Linked DNA regions of Oryctolagus cuniculus: region 2 is linked to region 1. A link is a contact called in public Micro-C data. All regions are on one chromosome and are shown on one strand. The core of a region is the stretch at or near the end of the contact, and the rest is flanking DNA. Distances in the headings are between cores, read along the strand shown.

Region 1 (4,800 bases), core at 1,666-4,165:
GCTGGGGATGGACCTGGGAGCCAGCTGCTTTTAATTACAGGTGTTCCTTTCCTGTTTCCCATTGGCGGCCACTTTCCCAGTTTCCCATACATACCCTCTGCTGATTTGCAAAAGCGATTATTTTTTCCTTTAAGTATCCAAACTGTCCGGAGTAAGAAAGGAGAAAGCTGTTATGTGAGCTGCACGGTGGCTTCCGCAGGCTTCCCAGGCATGTGGAGGTTGTCACAAGGACGGCTCCACCGTCTGGGCAGGGCCTGCAGGTGCCTGGTGTCAGCCTCCGGCTGCCCTGCTATAGGCTCTGCTCATCTGTGTGGAGCGCCCACTGTGTGCCAGGCTCGCAGATGAACACCTGTGATCTCAGGGATGCTTCCTGGGCTAAGACCGGGACAATGATCTCAGTGCTGTGACAGGTGAGCCCCCCAGACACAGAGCATGACAGAGGAGGAAGCAGCGAGGGAACATTCAACCCTGTGGACTGCACCGGCCAGGGCCCTGAAGAACACTACCTCCCCGTCAGGCACTGATCCCTGCTAGAACCCACTCCTGTGCAGCCCCCGTGTCACGCAGGGCACAAGAAGCTCTGGAGAGGCGGCCGGATTGTGCAAACAAAAATACAGGGTGCCCAGTTAAACGTGACCTCCAGGTAAGCAACACTTGGCTGCTTTGTGTCAGTGTGTCCTAAGTATTACATGGGACGTACTTTTAAAAAATATGATAGTTAAGGGCTGGTGTTGTGGTGCAGCAGGTGAAGCCGCTGCCTGTGATGCCAGCATCCCACATGAGCACTGCCTTGAGTCCCAGCTGCTCTGCTTCTGCTCCAGCTCCCTGCCAATAGGCCTGAGAAAGGAAGGGAAGACGGATCAAATATTTGAGCCCCTGATACCCACATGAGAGACCCAGATGGAGTTCAGCCTGGCCCAGCCCCAGACATTGCAGCCATTTGGGGAGTGAATCAGCAGATGGGAGATCTGTCTCTTTCCTTGTCGCTCGCTCTCTCTCTCTCAGTAACTGTCTTTCAAATAAATAGATAAATCATTTTAAAAATATGGTATTTAAAATGCATTTGCACTAAATAATTTTTGGTGTTCACCTGAAATTCACATTTAACTGGGTATCCTGTATTTTATCTGGCAAGTTTCTTCCTGGGGTCCACAGAGAGTTCTTGACCACAGTCTAGAGAGTCCATTCTAGCTAACATTGGGCTACATGGAATGTATCATATTGGGGGCGATAGGCCAAAGCAGGAGAAGCCAGAGAGAGCTGACTGTCTCATGGTCCCAGGGCTGAAGTTTCTAAATCCTAACAGTAGCCACATTCTAAGTACAAGGGATATTTTTCAAAAGATCAACATCAGAGGAGAAATGACAGAGATGAGCCTGAGCCAAAGGGCTGCTGGAGGAGCCTGGTCCACCCCAAAGCCCGTGACTTGACCAGAGAAGGAGTAAAGATGGTGGTCACCTTTGGGGACCATCCAAGTGGTCTCAGGCCTATTCCTGTCGCCATATGCTTGATGCCACCTCCTACATTACCTCATTTGAGTGTAATCTGGCTTGATGTTTGCTATCCTTCATGTAGTACAAGCTTCATGTTATTTGAGATCGGTTTAAGAATAATGGAGGGGCTGGCGCTGTGGCATAGCAGGTAAAGCCATTACCTGCAGTGCCGGCATCCCATGTGGGCGCCAGTTTGAGTCCTGGTTGCTCCACTTCCGACCCAGCTCTCTGCTATGGCCTGAGAGAGCAGTAGAAGATGGCCCAAGTCCTTGGGCCCCTGCACCCACGTGGGAGACCCAGAGGAAGCTCCTGGCTCCTGGCTTCAGATTGGTGCAGCTCCGGCTGTTGTGGCCAACTGGGGAGTGAACCAGCAGGTGGAAGACCTCTCTCTCTCTCTCTCTCTCTCTCTCTCTGCCTCTCCTTCTCTGTGTGTGTTAACTCTGACTTCCAAAAAAATAAATAAATCTTTAAAAAAAATAAAGAGAATAATGGAGAAGCCCCAGGCATCAAAAGAACACGATTGAGACTCTCTGCCCTGGACGCTGGAATGGTCCAAGGCATCGCTGAGGCAGAGGCAGGAACGGCAGCTGAGGTCAGGAGTGCCAAGTGTCAGCCACTGAGGGTCCCTTTTCGGAGGATGTGGCTGGGTGGAGGCTGGGAAAAGAGACGCAGCCTGGAAACCAGCCGGGCCGGGAGCCAGGCGTCAGCCGATCCTGGGGGCAGCCCGGGCGTATCGCGTGATTCCCAGAAGACAGAGCACGCGGCCTGCTGGTCTTGGTGACCGGCCCTGAGACTGGGAGTTTCTCCACCTGCCCTGCTCTTACGGAAGCCACATTCCAGTGCCCCGGCCTGGGAGCTTAAACACCCACATGTGGGGTGCCCAGAGAGTTTCATACTTTTGTTCTCTGATTTCCCACTTCACAGAGCTGAGCTGAAGAATCACATGTGGAGGATGGGGAAGTGGGCACTGGAGCCAGTTTAAGAGCCGCCCCCTTCCTACACCCGGCCCCACCTCCAGCTCGGGTTTCTTCCTGGATATCAATTTGTGGCTTTTTATATAAGAAGGCAAATGCATTCTCCAAGCCAGTGGATTGCCCTCCCATGTTTTGACAGTTTGGCGTTGGTCGAAATATCATCAAACTTTTTGAAAACCAAGGGCTTTGAAACTCAATCTCCACACTGTTTACACGTTGTTGCTTTTTTTTTTTTTCTTCCCCTCACGGGTTCAGTTTTTACTTGCTACAGCACAATTAATTCGTACTTCACTTTCTGCACTCAAAACAAACACTGGTTTTAAGCATTCAGCTTTTCTAGCACTGCATAGCTGAGAGTGGAAAAAATACCATCTGAAGCAGGATGGGCTTTTGATGCTGCCTCCTTAGGACACGCACATTTCAAACCACCGCTGGTGAGTCACTCACATTCTGTGCATACCCGCTCTCGGAGGAGCAGGAAGTGTGGGTATTTTAAACCCCGAGGCCACAGAGAAGCTTGCAGATGCTTCTTAAGGAACTCCGGCCGGCACCCAGGGCCCTCCTCGGTGAGGCCTCTGCACATGTGCAGCCCCGAAGCAGTGCGCCAGGCTCTCTTTGTTCGCTCTCCCTGCCCCGGCTTTGCTTTTATGCAAGCAGACTGAGCTAGGGAATGCATAAAACCAACACAAACTTTTTAAAAACAACAAAAGTAATTGGAGCCCTGGGTTGGGGGGGGGAGGTGCGGTTGGTGAGGGGGTGCCGGCAGATGGTGCCACAAGATGTCCTGGGGCGGCTCACTGGGGACCCAGACTTGCGGCTCTGTGGCCAGCAAGAAGTAAAGGAGGCAAGGCCCAGCCAGTGCTTTCACTTCTAAGCCAAGTCATCGCCTTGTGAGCGATGAGGCCTCTTGCTCCCCTCTGTTCTGTACCTCTGAAAGCCAAAGGAACACGTTGGAGAGAAGGGGAGGCAATTGAACTGAACCAAAATGGCTTTAGATGAAAGGTTAAAGAGGGGAGTGGGGGCAGGGGAGGCTTGGGGGAACAAGCCAGATGTTGCAATGAAAGAAGTTATACATGCTAACCTTGTTTGGTGAAGGAAGGAGGCTCCAGGGAGGTTGCTAAAGATCTGTGGGTACTTGGAGCTTCTGAAGAGGGTGAGACCCCAAAGGGAGGCCACAACAATGGCCTGGCACCCAGGGCCTCAAGGGAAGACTGGCATCCAGCACCTCTGTGCTAAGGGATGTCTCCAGAAGCCCCCCCACCCCCCCCGCATAGAACCAGCGGGTGACGTGGGAGGGCGTGGACTCATGGGCCACTCCATTTTATGCTGGAATGTGTTTGCTATTTCTGACAGTTTTCTTCCAGAGATGAAGTCGTCTGGGACATGGAAGCCCAGCCTTGAGCATTTGCAGTCCCGTGATGTGTTAGGGACTCCTGAACCAGTTGGGAGCAGCATGAGCCACAAAAGCCTCCCAAATTATTCTGTAGCACTTCTACTGTTCCAGATGTCAGCTGCCTCCCAACCCGAGCAGACCCAAAAGAATTCGCGGGTGGAATAAAATCCTTGAGTGTTAATAAGCAGCTCCAGAAGAGATCAGATTGCTGGTGGCGTCAGATAATCTTGGAGGGGGTTATCAAGAAACAAGCACATTTCAGAGTGCATTGTGCAAGGACTGTAGGGGGGCCCCCAGCACAGCCCAGGCAATTCTGGAATCAGTCTGGAGCATCTGGAATCAGTCACACAGGCAGCACACAGGACACATAAAGGATAACCCCATGCATCATTTTCCTGATGCTGCTGTAACCAATTAGTATGAAGTTCAAGGCTTAAACAATGCACTTATTATCTTATAGTTCTGGAAGATGGATGTCTGACACAGGTTTGACCTGGCAGATCACAAGGGGTTGGCAGGACTCTGTTCCTTCTATAAGGGAGCCATTCCTGCTTGTAGGGGCTGCCTACAGTCCTTGGCTCGTGTCCTCCTCACTTCACCTAGAGAATCAGCCAGGTGGCACCCCTACACCTTTCTTCTGTAGTCACCCCTCCCTCAGGCTCTCCTTTTCTGCCTCCCTCTGGCTCTTTTTTTAGGGATCCTTGCAAACACATTGGCGAACCCAAGTTACTCCCTTTATCTTAAGGTCTGCCGATTAGCCAATGAGCAGCCTGCATTGCTTCTGCAACCTTCAATCCCCTTTGCCATGGACCCTCGCATGCTCCAAGGTTCTGAGGATTTGGACCCAGACATCTTTGGGGACGATGACTTACTGAGGATCCGTGGTGTCCTTTGTCCACGATTCTCACCAAACACTGAGACATTTCCTTGTTTATCTCCA
Region 2 (4,800 bases), core at 1,021-3,520, 280 kb after region 1:
GACTTGTTGCCAGCTCTCTCCCCTTGCTGTGTGACTTTGGGCAAATGACTTAATCTCTCTGAGCTTCAGCATCTATACATTGCCAATAATGATAAAAGCCCAGGGAGAGAAACAAATATTTTAAAATGGCCACAAAAACCCTTTGTAAAGTACAGGTGAGAGGGCTTCTGTTCCGGGGGAAAAAAGCAGTCTTGAGGGATGAACTTCTGAGCATTTATCCAAGGAGTTCTTGGAATCTCAGAGTGGAGGCCCCCAGATCCATTTGGGGGATGTGAACAGACACCCTCATACACAAGGTTTTCAGTGTGCCAGTGGCTAAACTTCCCAAGAAAAATGCACAGAATGAACCCCACGCGGCACCATGGAGCTGAATGATGAGATGCCAGGAGACTCCCCTGGATATAACACATTCATTCGCTGCACCTGTGTGTAGACCTGCACGTGGAAGCTACATTGTACTGATGGCTGCACGTGGATCCTCAAGTGAGACCCCCACGGCAGGCACGGGTCGTTTTCTTTGATCCAAGACCTTTTCTGGCCTCCTGTTTAAGGAGGAAGAATTAGTGAGCCTCTCAAAGTTGAATGCTGAATCAGTGACAAAAAAGAATCCCCACCCTGCTACCTACTGGAACCTTCTCTAATCAGTGGCTCCTGTGGCTCACAAGGGCCCATCTCTGTTTAGAAAGGAACTGCTGACCTTTTAACCTTCCACTCTTATCAACCCAAAGAGGAGCAGCTCTAGGGTCCTTCCCCGCCCACAGGCAATAAGATCACCCTGGGGGACAGGGGTGGCTGGAGAGGAGCGGGCAGAGGGGCTGGCAGAGGGTGTTCAGCACGACAAGCCGGGTTTAGTCTGCCAGCAGTATTCACAGAGGCCTCCTCCAGCTCCGTTAGCAGAGGCCTGGTCCTCCTTGAAAAATGTGGGGGTTAGGCCCTGGGAGGCTCAGATGAATTAAACTCCAACGGCAGCAGACCCCCCTGCACCCTTCTTCTGCATGATCTGAGAGGGAGAGGGAGAGTTGATGCAAGGCAGATGCCCAGCCCCTGTTGCAGCCTCTCCGACTCACCATGGCCAAGGCCCTCCTCTTCATTGCCCAGGTCTCCCCCATCTCAGTGCACAACTCCACCTTCCAGTCCACACCAACACCTAGAAACCACCCTGCACTCCTCCCACCTTCACACCCCACATCCACGAAAGCAGGTCAACGCGACCTTCCCAAAACGTCCTGAATCCTGACCACATACAGCCTGGTGCCCAGCGAGGTCCTCCCTACATAACCAGGCCCTGCTCAGGCCATCCCTCCTCACCCCCCAGGAGCAGGGTCCTCCTCCCTGACTTTCGGGCCAGGCCACTCTCGTGCCCCTGTCAAGGCCTTTGTAGCAGCTGTTCCTGCCCCCTGGAGTGCTGGCTCCCCAGCTCTGGCTGCTTCTCACCATTCAGGATTCGCTTTTATAGACTCCTTCTCTGGCCCTCTATTCAAAGCTGTTCCTCCCTCCTTCCCCTTTAGCCAACCTCTGTCTCATCGTGCATTCTTATTGTCCTTTTAGCACATGTCGGTGTCGGAAACGATTCAGCCTCATTTTCAGTGTTGACTATCTGACTCCTACAAGCACCACAGGGGCGAGGCCATGTCACTCACCACTGTCTCCCCAGTGCTTGGAACAATGCCTGGGCCAGACAGGGTCCTCAGAAAGTATGTGTCCACTCCCTCCGAGAGGGCAGGAACTGGAAAGGAACTGAGCACGCCAGAGTACACCGACACCTCCCCGGGTCACCAATGGCCAGTTTCGACACCTCGGACCGCAGGGCACATGACGAGTCCCTGCCGTGGTGGCTGAGGCCTCTCTGCACTGGGGGAGAGGCCCTGGCCTCTTCCACTCTGGCCTCCTTCTCTGTGGCACCGCCCTGCTCCCCACAGGAGCTGGAGACAGGCACGGGTTGGCCCTAGCCCTCCACGTCCCAGAGCTCTGGCAAAGAGTGCCTTCTCCCTTTCTTGGCCTCACCACCAGGACAGACAAGCTTTTCCATTTCCCCATCTGCAAGACAGGGACAAAGAATGCTTTGTCACCCCACCTACTTCTCACGGGTGTTAGGAAATGACTGTTTGCTCGGAAAACACTTTGAGCAACTTGGGCAAAGGTGCCCATGGCTCAGATGACGCCTGCTGCCTTCGATCCAGGCCAGGGAAGGCTGTGCCAACCAGTCATCCGGTCACTGCCGCACCCCTGAGGGGCGGGAGGCAGGCACGGCGGCCTCTCCTGTGTCACCAAGGCTGCATCACCAAGCCCTCTGGCCGTGCTGTCGTCCCAAATATGCCCATGCGGGGTGTGTGCATGCACTCCTGGAGCTGCCCAGCCCACTGATTTCAGCAGAATATGAGCCTTCCGTAGAACTGGACCACGGCCCCCAGACGCCCAGCCTGCCCTTTCGCCGGGAAGGGCAGCTGAGGGTTACCTGGGGATAACCTATCTGAGCTCCTGCCATGCGAGGCAAGGCTGCAGCCTCAGTGCCAACCTCCCAGGCAAGTGGCCTTGGCTCCCAGCCCGAGGAGGGCAGAGCATAACCTGCAGGCACACAGGTGCCCCCTTCACCAGATCTGGGGCTCAGAGCCAACCACAGTGGCAGCGGCCCCCTCGTTACCATGACAACCAGACCTGGCAACCAGCACTCTGCCCCCCAGAGGCACTGTCCCCGGCGCTGACCACACATATCCCAGGGCTGCCTGGAGCAGCCCAAGACTGAGGGTAGAGAAGGGTTGGGACACAGGCAAACCGAGGGCCAACGTGGCACGGCCACCATGGGCAGCAGCAAAATCTTAGCTTCAGCCCGGACTTTGGACTCTGAGCCCCAAGAGGTCTTTGGCCCTGCGGAATCCAACCAGGGCCACTGCTTCAAAATAAACCACACTCCAGAAAGGCGACTTAGCAGGGCACTGAGCAGACGGTGAACAACAGACTGTGTGCGTGTTTAATTATAACTCTCCCGAATAGGAAGGACTGGCTATATACAGTGCGTCTGCCTGTTACTAATTATATTTACTTTCAAACCGAGAGGGGGGACTCTTCTGCAGATGAGTCAGAAAAAAAGCCCTTGATTGTTCCGAGAGCAGAGGAAGGCCTCCTGAGGGTGCCTGTAACAGCGCCGTCGCCGCCTGACAATGGAAAACCTGAGCGCTGAGCCAGCCAACCCGAGTCAACACCTCCTGGTAGCTTTCCTGGCCCAGCGTCCCTTCAAGTCAGTGCCTGAACTGCATACCAAATTGCAATCGATAGGACAGGCCAGGAGCAGAGGTCTGGCCCTGATCGGCCAGCCCACACAGACAGGGTGCCTGTGCATTGGCTGTTACCTCTATGGGGAGGCAGCATTCCAGCTGAAACCAGCAAAGGTCTGTCCCTCACTGGAGGGAAAGCATTCTGACCAGATGGCCAAAATGAAAAGGTGTCCCTCCCCAGCCCCCGACCTCGGCCTCGGCACACACAATGATGTTATTAATCGCAACACCGGGACCAGCTTGAGTCACCCAAGGTCACCACCAAACCCGAAATGATCACCCCCATGCACAGCACAAGTCATCTGTGCCTGGGAAGTGATTCGGCTATTGCACTATGCTGTTTGATTTTAGGTAGACATGGTCTCACACACACATACACACATACACACACACACACACTCACAGCTCTGCCTATCTGCGTCTTTGACATCTGCACAGGTTAGGTGCATGTGATCTTTTGAGGCGGCCTGATCAGCAGACCCAGTCAGCCATCAGCTGCCTCCTCCTACACCACCTAGACCACACAGGCTGCCCTGCCCCCGCCCTGAATGTCCACCATGGAGTAAGCTGTAAAGGCAGTGGCCCAAGCTGTTCAAAGTCGCACTGTTCGGAATGACTTTTCCAATCATTTTTAAAATAGTCACACTTGTTTTGTTTGACTTCTTCCAGGAAGGCTGCACTGTTTTGGAAAAGGAGGGGGAGGAAATTAAAAAAAAAAAAAAAAAGTGAGCTCACTTCCTGAGTCTTTTCAGTATTTCCTCAGAGACAGAGCATGGAGAAGCTGTGAACAGAGGGCAGAGCGGTCAGAGGCGGGCAGCCCTCGGGCAGCGAAGACGGGCACTCGAACCCTCCAAATCTGGTCTTCACAAGCCAGCTGCAGAGAAGCTGGGCTTAGCAACAAGACAGCACAGGAAGACCTCGGAGAGCAGCAGCTCCCTCCCACGCCACCCCAGACCATGCTCCAAGAAAATACGTCTAGGTCCGCTTTGGAATTTGGAATCAGTTTCCCTGTTTGCCCAGGCAAGGTTGAATTTTTCAATGAGATCATCCAGAAGAGAAGGCAGGAAGTGGACCTGGGAGGCTGATAATTTGAGACCTTGGAAAGAGCTGGGAGGGCAGCCAACATTTGTCAGAGTGCCTGGTCACACGTGCTTTGTTACCCACTCCTCATGGCCTCCCCAGGAAGCAAGTGGTGCACCCACTTCACAGGCAGGGCTGGGAGAGGTGAAGCAGCAAACCCCAAGGCACCCACCCATTCACACAGACCATGGCAGCCCTGGGGCTGTCTGCTCGCTCAGGTGTCTGCAGTCAGCTTGCTGGGTGAGCTGGCCCACGTGGACCACGTGGACAACTCCCACTAGAAGGAACACTTTGTGAAGATGGGGACTTATTCACAGATGTATCCAGTACCAGGCACAATGCCCAAGCATGGTAGCTGCCCAGTGTTGAAAGAATGAATGGAGGATCATCATTTAAAAAAAATCATCTATTATTTTTCACTTTATGTTTCTGTGTGGGAGCAAACTGT

Evidence for each region. Hi-C and Micro-C count contacts between places; a contact is called where the count stands out from the background.
Region 2: a contact with region 1 is called in a Micro-C map of ear pinna, with 2.5 times the contacts expected there. The contact joins two enhancer-like sites. A contact is called at or near these places in 2 of 6 Hi-C or Micro-C datasets (ear pinna and skin fibroblasts).

The regions. Positions count from the first base shown.
Region 1 is chr13:54,067,591-54,072,390 of mOryCun1.1, forward strand. No RefSeq gene overlaps it. Among named protein-coding and RNA genes, the nearest start is that of IRF2BP2, 160 kb to the left of the region's middle. Within about 2 kb of position 2,916, at least 5 of the 8 cell types and tissues checked have an H3K27ac peak or open chromatin away from gene starts, as enhancers often do. A contact at or near this core is called in ear pinna, where this site is marked.
Region 2 is chr13:54,347,196-54,351,995 of mOryCun1.1, forward strand. The region is part of intron 1 of LOC103350930 (a long non-coding RNA gene); the gene reads right to left. Among named protein-coding and RNA genes, the nearest start is that of TOMM20, 49 kb to the right of the region's middle. Within about 2 kb of position 2,271, at least 6 of the 8 cell types and tissues checked have an H3K27ac peak or open chromatin away from gene starts, as enhancers often do. A contact at or near this core is called in ear pinna, where this site is marked.